2 separate regions of the Mus musculus genome follow, and region 2 is linked to region 1. Evidence: chromatin contacts called from public Hi-C data. All regions are on one chromosome and are shown on one strand. The core of a region is the stretch at or near the end of the contact, and the rest is flanking DNA. Distances in the headings are between cores, read along the strand shown.

Region 1 (4,567 bases), core at 1,215-3,714:
TGTGGAGAATATTTGCATATACGTACACACACATATATATCTAGAAGTAATATATATATATTTAAATTTAATTTTAATGGATAATATAAAGCAACTATGACAAACTTCTCTTACAATCAAAAAAAAAAAATCTCTTTCTTTAGTTATCCCAGTAAAGTTAGCTATTTTTTTTTTAAAACAAACTATTTAGGTAGTCATGTGTAATATTCAGAGAAATAAAAAGTGCTTCAAGATAAAGTAAAAAAATGCAGTTCTAGAGAGGTAGGAAGAAGAAAAACAGGAGAGATAGAAGAGGAAAAGAAGCAAGGAAACGAAGGGAATAAACATGGAGAAAGAAAAATTAGAAGAAGGGGGTAAACATGGAGAAAGAAAAATTAGAAGAAGGGGGATAAACATGGAGAAAGAAAAAAAATAAGAGACATCATTTAACAGGGATTATAAGGGGCCAAGCACTGTGTTCATTTGTTTCTTTCTTACTCATGTTACTACCAGTCATTAGGTGTACTCTCAAATTTCCTTCAGCTAAATAAGGGAGATCAGAGAGGTTCCTAAGGACACACAGCAAAAAGTGACAAGCTGGGAGGGGAAAACAAAACAAAACAAAACAAAACAAAACAAAACATCATTTGGCTACTTTCTGTGGTGGATGAAAGCCAGTTCTGGCTTTATCTCCAGTTCTAGCTACTCTCCTGTCTGTGCCTCTTACAAGGTACCCAAGATGCCCAGGTGGGACACACTATGGTCAGACTCACCAGTCAGTGAGGCTACAGGCAGCTGTTGACCCACTTAGAGAGCGGCTCAGCTCCCCTGACCCAGCAACACAGGTCGGGTGGACAGAAGGAATATGGGAGAAGTTAAAATCATCCACGTATGTGATTTTTTTTTCTTCCTACAAGTTTCGTGCCTTTGCTCTTTGCTTGTGACCTTTTGTCCCCTAAGAATTTTGGATTACAGTCTTTGGAATCTTTTAGCGGGTAACTCAAAACGCATTACCTGCCGGCCATTCTACTGTGGAGGGCTGGCCCTTTTAGAGTGTGAGGTGTTACCTGCCCCACACGGACTTGTGAAACTGACTTGGGAAGACTGTTTAGCTGCCTTTATTTCCCTTTTCCTTGTGGGTAAAGATGGGTTTCTTAATGTTCTCATAACAGTCAGAGTTCATTCTTTTAGGAAAAAATGGTCCTCAGAAGCATACTGAAGAACAGGTGTAAGCTACCTGTCGTGTTTTAGGACCCTCTTTCATCAGAGTGACAGCTTACAGTGTGAATACCGTATGAAGGACTCAGTCTCTCTTCACTCAGATTACCTTTCCTGTCTTCGCCACGGCTCTGTTGATAAATGGTCCGATGCCCCCATCCCCATTTGACAATCGAGGCAATGAGAGGATAAAGCCTGGCTCTTGCCGGCAACTGAAATAAGAGTAAGACTCGATTGTCCTGACCGAGTATGAGGTTTATTTCCCCCTCTTTCTTAACGCCAAATTGCTACCTCAATAACTACCTTTGGCCTTCAATCCTCTGGCTGTTAATACAGGGTCATTCCAGATCTATAAAAGGTGGGTGCTTCTCGAGCTGAGAGTTTATTATCTTAGAAATCAGAGCCCTCGGTGCTTAAGGCATTCAAATGCTTTAAACACTTTACCCTTCCCCAGATTAGGCAGCAGTTCTCAGGCAGGGTGGACCAGCTATGGGTGAGCTCTGCTCTGAGAAGCAGTGGGAAATAGGAGTCTTCCATGACCTACAGTGTGACTCCGGCCGACCAATCTGCAGCAGAAAATGCTTCCAGATCCAAGTGGGCCCAACGGAAGGTCTCGAAAGTCTGGCATTGCCTTTATTTCACTATGCGTGTTTTTCTCCTTATTGCCTCTCATGGATATTTCAATGGATCAGGATTATCATCACCATGAGAAATGCAAATACTTTTCCGATCATAATCTATTTATTTATGTGGAGACCAGGTTTTACTATGTAGCCCAGGATGTCCTGGAACTCACTATGTAAACCAGGCTGGCCACCAAATCAGAGATCTGTCTGCCTCTGCCTCCCAAGGGCTGGGGTTAAAGGCATGAGCCACCTCACCATGCAACAAGTGGAAATGATTTAGGAATTATTGGAAACAGTTCTTTGCAAGGGGCAGGGGTGTAGTCCTCAATGGTGCTTAGGTGCTCTGCATTTTTAGCCTTTCGTGCCTTGATAGAAACTGAAGAGAGGCTGAAGCAATGCCTCAGCTACCTGCTTGACAGGGAGACATCACTTACAGTAAGAACACACTTCTCCATGCTATTCAGTTTCTGAATCTACGCCAGTATGCACTCATTTTGGCCAAAGCCAGCATTCATTTTCACCTCCACTTCCCGGTCATCACATTTCAAAAGGGTTGTCAAGGGTCTCTGGTTCTAACACAGGGCCTGGCACCCTCGCTCAATCACTCGCTCGCTGTGCATGCTGATTAGGTGCTGGGTAGGAACAAAGCCTTTTCCTAACCAGTGAGTAAGGAGTGGTTAGAAACGCCCCAGCACTTCTCTCAACTCCTTGCTCTGTCTGAGAACACCATGAAAGAGACTGGGAACTTCCCAGGGTAAGAAGGACAGCTCAGTCCAAACAGATTTTGTTTAGAGTCATAAGAAACAGACAAGAGTGGCCATCCCCTTTGTGAAGCACCTGTTTGGTCTCACCTACAAGTCATTCAGATGCCAACAGTGGTGACTTCAGCAGTGGAAATGACCTGTGAATACACATTCGCACATTTGGGCTAAGATTACACTTAGAGTGTTTCCTGATGTGATGTTTCATTCTAAAAATGGAGCAGTGTGCTGTGTGGCTTCTACAGCGAACAGTGCATTCAGGTTGGGTTATTTTTATAGCCAACTGGGTGAAAAGGTGCAACGTATGTGCTAGGAAAATGAACTTCAAGATTCGAGAAGTAATTGTGTTTTTATCATTTCTGTTCCAGAATTTGATGTAGACAAAGCAAACTAATATTTCTGTAATGCACATGTACTTCAGGAAGGAAAACACTTGAGGGAATGAAATTTTAAAAAAAAAAAGCTTAATATGTGTGTATATTTGTGTGAATGTGTGGCGTGATTTTTACACAAAATATTATTAGCTTATTAGCAAGAAGAATATTACAAAATGCCTTAGGCATAATCTGCATATTTAAATGCCTGTGAAGACAAACCTTCATATGGAAAATCATGTTTTAGCGTTTAAGTATTTTACATTGGTTTCAGTTCCATGAAAGAGAATAGTTTAACTGCTAGAATAACTGCATAGTTTAACTGCTAGAACAATTTTGTTTAGTAGAAACATTTAGGTTTGAGAAAATTTAGTTTTTATACAATAGAGATGTGGTTTAATATAACATGCATGGTTGCCAGTTTCAACCTGTGTCTGGCCACTATTTGAACTTGATGATCCAGAATCTAAACAGAGGTCACTTCTTAAGCATCTTGCTAAGATTACTACATTTCCTGTTCTGATGCATGAATCCTATACAGTGCTATCAATAAAATGTTATGCAGGCCATCAGATGTTAATATTTTTCCTGCATGAAGAAATAGTATAGTCTTATGTGTGTGTGGGGGGGGGGGTCCTCATCTGTCTGTAAGCAGATGCTGCTGGGTTGGCTCAGTTTTTTCTTCAAGTTTAACGTCATATAGAGGTGAGAGGTGCTTTAGCTTTGTAACTCTCCCAGCTTTATTTTCTGAGAGAAAAAGTCATGCTCTCTTGATTGAGTTCCTATCTCTCCTCCAGCTTTCGTTACATAGTTCTTTTTGCAAACATTAGCTCTGGTACCAGGAGAAGGAAAGGAAACATGGACCTGTTCTTTTACTTAAATGATCCCAACCCTCTTGCCTGTTTATGCTGTTGGTTAGCTATTTTGAGTCTTTTAGTTTGGGGGTCTCATTTCCCCAGGGAAGTATTATCTTTAATGGAAGACAAAAATGAAGACTAGTGAAATCCGAGAGAAGATCTCACCATAAGGAAACTGGTCTGAGCTAAGGGTAATGATGTCACTCGGTATTATTGTGAATGTGTGTCATTGATGCAAGAGAAATTTAGATTCATTTCAATAACTAGGGGAGTGTCCCTATTTCACTAGTTCATAAAGTACTCATATGTCTGAATGAAACTCTCACTGGAGAAGCATTTCTGATAATGAACTGAATGCTTTCCCACCTGGACATCAGTTTCAGAATTATATTTTTTGAAACGTTTGACCTTAGTACTAGAAGTCACTTAAGAGCATACTTTACAGAACGGCACTGCCACTCTCCAGTCAGTTTTCTTGGACAGATAGTATCGGAGACTATCATTTCCTCTAATAAACCCTTAAAGGTTCTAATCATCTGGCTGTGTATAGTGAGAAATTTTCTAGTTATAGTCATAATTTGAACACTTACTTTCTTCTTCCTCTCTCTCTCCCTCTCTCTCTCTCTCTCTCTCTCTCTCTCTCTCTTTACTTTTAATAATGTATATTGATGGAATTGATTGTGTTCTTAATGTCTTAATGTATATGGGACATATGGATATCATGTGTGGGATACCATGTGTGGTCCTAGTAT
Region 2 (4,567 bases), core at 798-3,297, 70 kb after region 1:
TCCCTCCAAATGGCCAACCAGTTCATTCTTCTAAAATGAGTAAATAAATGAGATCAGCCAAGCACTATGGAGCGGTAGGTTACAAGCCAACGATCTTTGCGTATTTTCCCCGTTGGCAAAACCATTGTAAACCAGAGACGGCTTTGTTCAAAGGAATGGACAGCTTTGGTTGACGTGAGGGAAAAGTCAGCCATGTGTGCTAACACTCAGCAATAACGCACGCAGCACACTGAGCTCCAAGGGACTTAAAAGTCAACGCCCAGTGATGCTTGGCTGAGCTAAAGCAAGAAACTGCTCATGTGACACGAGGTCACAGAACCCTTTGTGTTCCTAATCACACAGACCAGCCCATAGAACTCAGGACTTTATTCTGTGATATACACCAGCTCTGAAAGGGAGAGACCTCAAAAAAGGATAGGAGAGATACTGTTATAACATACACACATAGACACATACACTCTCACAGACAGACAGACAGACAGACAGACACACACACACAACACACACACACACACACACACACACACACACACAGAGGCACACAAACATCCATTTTACTCTCTCCTGGGATCTTTGCTCCCTACATGACTGCTTAACTGAACTTAAAACTCTTCTTAAAGCCTTGACTAGTGTGGGGAGGGACGCAAAACCAGAGATGAACTTCAGAGGGCCGCCTTTGAGGTAAAGGATGGCAAACCTCATTTCACAGATATTTTAAGTAGCTGTAAAACCCAAGTGGCTCCAATCTTAAGCCTGTGTTTAGATCAAGCTTGAAAGGGGGTGCGTCTCTTTACAATAGCTAGGCACCACTTGTGATGCCAATCAGTGCTCTGTGTTTGAAATGGGCCACCATACTTGCAAACAAGACCACCTACAGAGGGCACCTTGACAATGAATGCATGCCACAGCCAATCTCCTCAGCCTCCAAACGCATGCACAGGCATTAGGGAAAAAATACACCTCCATGCTCTGTGCCATGATGTGGCCTGACTGGAGTCATAGAAGCAATTTCACATTTTAAATTCTTACATAACTCTAATATCACGTGTCTACGAAGTTTAAAACTGTAATCTATAAAATATAAAATAAAACCTCCATCTTTTCCTGACCTAAGTACCCTGCTATGCCAGGCAAGACTCTTTGCAACACATTCAAGGACTAGGCTAGGCTCAGCCTCAGGAGACAGACATCTATTCAATGTCTTAGGCTCATTGCAACATTCCGAAGGACTGTGCTAGATCCAACCCACAGAAGCACCTATTTAAATGTTAGAAAGCGAGCTGGACGGGTGAGTGGCTCAGTAGGTAAACACAGATAGTGACTGCCCTTCCAGAGGGGCCCAGTGCAGTTTCCAGCAACCACCTCAGGCCACTCACAACTAACTCTAGCTCCAGAAAATATTAATTCTTTACTTGGGCAAGCACACACTTAATACACATTCACAAACACACACATTAATTAATTAGTTAATTAATTAAAAATAGAACTCCTTGCTAGTGGAATGGCGAAGGCAGTGTTGCTTGCAGTGAAGACTACTTAACAGAAAGGACTTCTGAACCCTCTGATGATGACCGTGCATCCTTTGCATTGAGGAAATAAAGGTCCCCTTCTCCATCCTCAATGCTCCTAGAGTTACAGAACACGGGACCCTACCTGGCCACTTCTGACAGGTCAGTGATCAAACAAAGAGTCAGGCAGCAGTCAAATTCCATCCTCTCTTGAAGTCACCAGGAACAAGGACTCCTGGCAGCTCCTACATTCAACATGAGGCAGGCCCGTGTGCCTTTTCCACACAAGCATTTCAGGTGTTGGCCCAACTTCTACACTCAATGATTTTCAAGGAGAAAAAGAAAAATAATATGTGTGCATTTGCTGCCTGACCAGGCCAATAAAAAAAAAAAGGAAGAAAGAAAGAAAGAAAAATGTGACCTCATGTTTTCTTATATGAAAAGTTACTTAAGGTTAGTGGGTGGATATATTGATACTGTATTGCCTGGGTGATCAAAGTCTGTTTACTTAGTGAACCTTATCGTTAAATGGCTCCAGCCTTTTGTACAAGAGTTAATTTTCCTGAAGTAGTTGCATTCACATGGACAAACCGGCCCACGGTCCAGAGGCAGACAATGCTCTTTTGAGCTTTAGACCAAGATGCAGGTTGCTCACCCATAGCCCAAAGCCATCAGTCCACACGTTTCTGACAAGGCGGAACACCCTTGGCCAGCTGTTTCTCAGCCTCTCTCCCAAAAGCATTGATGCTGGAATGTTCGAGGCCACTATCAAGACAGAGCAAAGCAGAGAGCTGGAGAGGCTGAGCGCAAGCCACAGACTTTCCTGCGTGACCCAGCAGAGGATGCCACAGGAAACAAGATGCTACGAAGAAAATTCAGGAAGGGGTGGTAAAAGGTCTTTCAGGGGCCAAACATGTCCTTGGCAAGATAAGCTGAGGGCAGAGCTGACTCCAAGCAGTGAGAAATGTTAACAGGCATGAATGAAGAAGAGGGAGAAAGATCAGCAGTTCACCCTTTACCTCAGGAACCACAGCCTGTCTAGGAAACACTGGCCTTGCACAGGATCTGCGGTCAAAGAGAAGTCTTAGTATCCACTTGCTGTTCACGGCAGTGATACATAAATGAAGAACGGCTTTCCAATACAGAAAGAAATCGAGAAAAGGTACTTACACAGCCTCCAGCAAAAATCTCTGCCAAAAGTGGGACGGAGCCATCTTTGTGCATAAATTTATCTCTCACAAAATCGTTCACCTTAAAGAGAAATATTTATAGAAGCAGATGAAAACTATAAAGAAAATCATTAAACACATATAAATATACATCTGTCAATATACGTTACTTTTTCTCAGCTGTTTGCCTAAATTAATGGATCTTCAAATAATCTAAGAAATACTCTTAATAGTGTACAGGTAGTTTTTAATTTATATTTTATAATCACATAGATATAAATTCAAAGAAAAATGGCCTAGAGAAGCAAAAATTTACAGATGCCCTGCAATTATAGTAGAAGGAAAAGCTAGACATTGATAGTGCAGATGAAAACATACATTCTATAAATTAAAAAATGTCTTATAAGTTGGAATTAAAGTCATAGTAAATCTTTTAACAGCATTTAATTTAAAATAGCACTCCTCACTGACACAAATTTAGGCTGCTGAGTGGTTTTATTTTTTTTTCCTTTTTCTTTTCAGCTTAGTAGATATTTAGTATCTAAACCTTCCTCAGAGGGCCAGAGAGAGATGGCTCAGCAATTAACAGTGTCTTACGCTCTTTTAGAAGACTCCAGTTGAATGCCCAGCACCCATTTCAAGTTCCTTCTAATTGTCTGTAATTCCAGCTCCAGAACGAGCCAAAACCCTCTGTCCTACACTTACAGATATTTGCTGAGTATCATAGTCTCTGGATGAGGAAGTACTATAAGCAATTTTAAGAAACAACGATTATACCGCTTGGGCAGGTCCGGGCCAGAGATTAGGTATGTCACAGTCATGCCATAAAGTGCCACCAGAAGCATTTCAGGGACCAAGACTACACGGTCCTATCTAAAAACCAGAGTTTAACTCTCTAGGGCTCTGGGCCTTATGGATGTGTATGTAGGATTTATGCACTCCAGAGACACTAAAAGTGGGTACCGACCACCTGCAGGTGAGCTCACTGATGGGCAAACTTCAGCTAGAAACCAGAGCTCTCCTTCCTTGGCTTAGAATGCTCCGAGGACAAACCCTAACCATGCACTCCATCAGCATGGAGAATAAGAGCAGGAAGACACAGTCACCAGTCCCCAAGCCTGACTCAGCATTGTGGGTCTCTGACTCGTGAATCATGAGACTGAGAGTGTAGGCTGCTTGAATCCTATCAGCCCCACTTACTGTGCGGACTCAATGAATCCCATCTTGAGCTGACTATCAAGTGCCTGCTATGGTAGGTTCTGTAGGAACGTCACTGACGCTGCTGCTAGGATGAGAAGTCATGATAGCAGCCACCTGTAATCATCTCTCTGCTCAGGACTACATTTTAGGATGTTAAATGCTACATGGAGAACAAGGAGAACCTCTGTGTGCTGATCGTTCCGACCCTCAAATTCATTAGCATGGTGGAAGGACCACAAACCTGCTGCATCCTAGAAGAATACCTGCTAGACTGTTGCGTCTGTGTAAATTTCCTTAATAAGAAGCCCCAATTCAAAGACTTACTGTAAGTTTTATGGCCTTCTCCGGGGCGACTCCCAGTAACTGTGGCAGCAAACCTAAAAATCAACAAGAAGCAGAAGTGTATTAAATAAATTAGCATTAACTACACAAATCAACAGCTCTGTTGAGGGGATCACCACTTGAAAACTGGGGCAATCTCTGCTGCAATTTTCTGCTATTACCTTTAATGAGAACACTTGTGACGGAATTTAAGAACCGACTTCTAATAAGCCACATCAGCCCCGAGTAAATTCCCTTCCACATTCCGGACCATTTGCACATTGGGTAAGTCAGCAGTGTTAGTAATACAGGAAACCTCATTATCTCACGGAGTCTGCTCCTTCCCCTCTCCTCCCAACACCTTTCTCA

The links. Hi-C and Micro-C count contacts between places; a contact is called where the count stands out from the background.
Region 2: a Hi-C map of uterus shows a contact between it and region 1, with 4 times the contacts expected there. The contact joins two enhancer-like sites. A contact is called at or near these places in 11 of 484 Hi-C or Micro-C datasets (embryonic fibroblasts, embryonic stem cells, nephron progenitors and 1 more), 1 of 115 datasets of contacts at active chromatin or transcription factors (embryonic stem cells) and 1 of 9 other capture datasets (embryonic stem cells).

Annotation. Positions count from the first base shown.
Region 1 is chr6:6,021,722-6,026,288 of GRCm38.p6, forward strand. All of the region lies in intron 16 of Dync1i1 (dynein cytoplasmic 1 intermediate chain 1), which reads left to right. Among named protein-coding and RNA genes, the nearest start is that of 1700019G24Rik, 47 kb to the left of the region's middle. Within about 2 kb of position 2,465, at least 5 of the 459 cell types and tissues checked have an H3K27ac peak or open chromatin away from gene starts, as enhancers often do. A contact at or near this core is called in uterus, where this site is marked.
Region 2 is chr6:6,092,469-6,097,035 of GRCm38.p6, forward strand. Slc25a13 (solute carrier family 25 (mitochondrial carrier, adenine nucleotide translocator), member 13) reads right to left here. Exons shown (of 18, transcript NM_001177572.1): 12 at 4,202-4,254; 13 at 2,679-2,759. Among named protein-coding and RNA genes, the nearest start is that of 1700019G24Rik, 120 kb to the left of the region's middle. Within about 2 kb of position 2,048, at least 7 of the 459 cell types and tissues checked have an H3K27ac peak or open chromatin away from gene starts, as enhancers often do. A contact at or near this core is called in uterus, where this site is marked.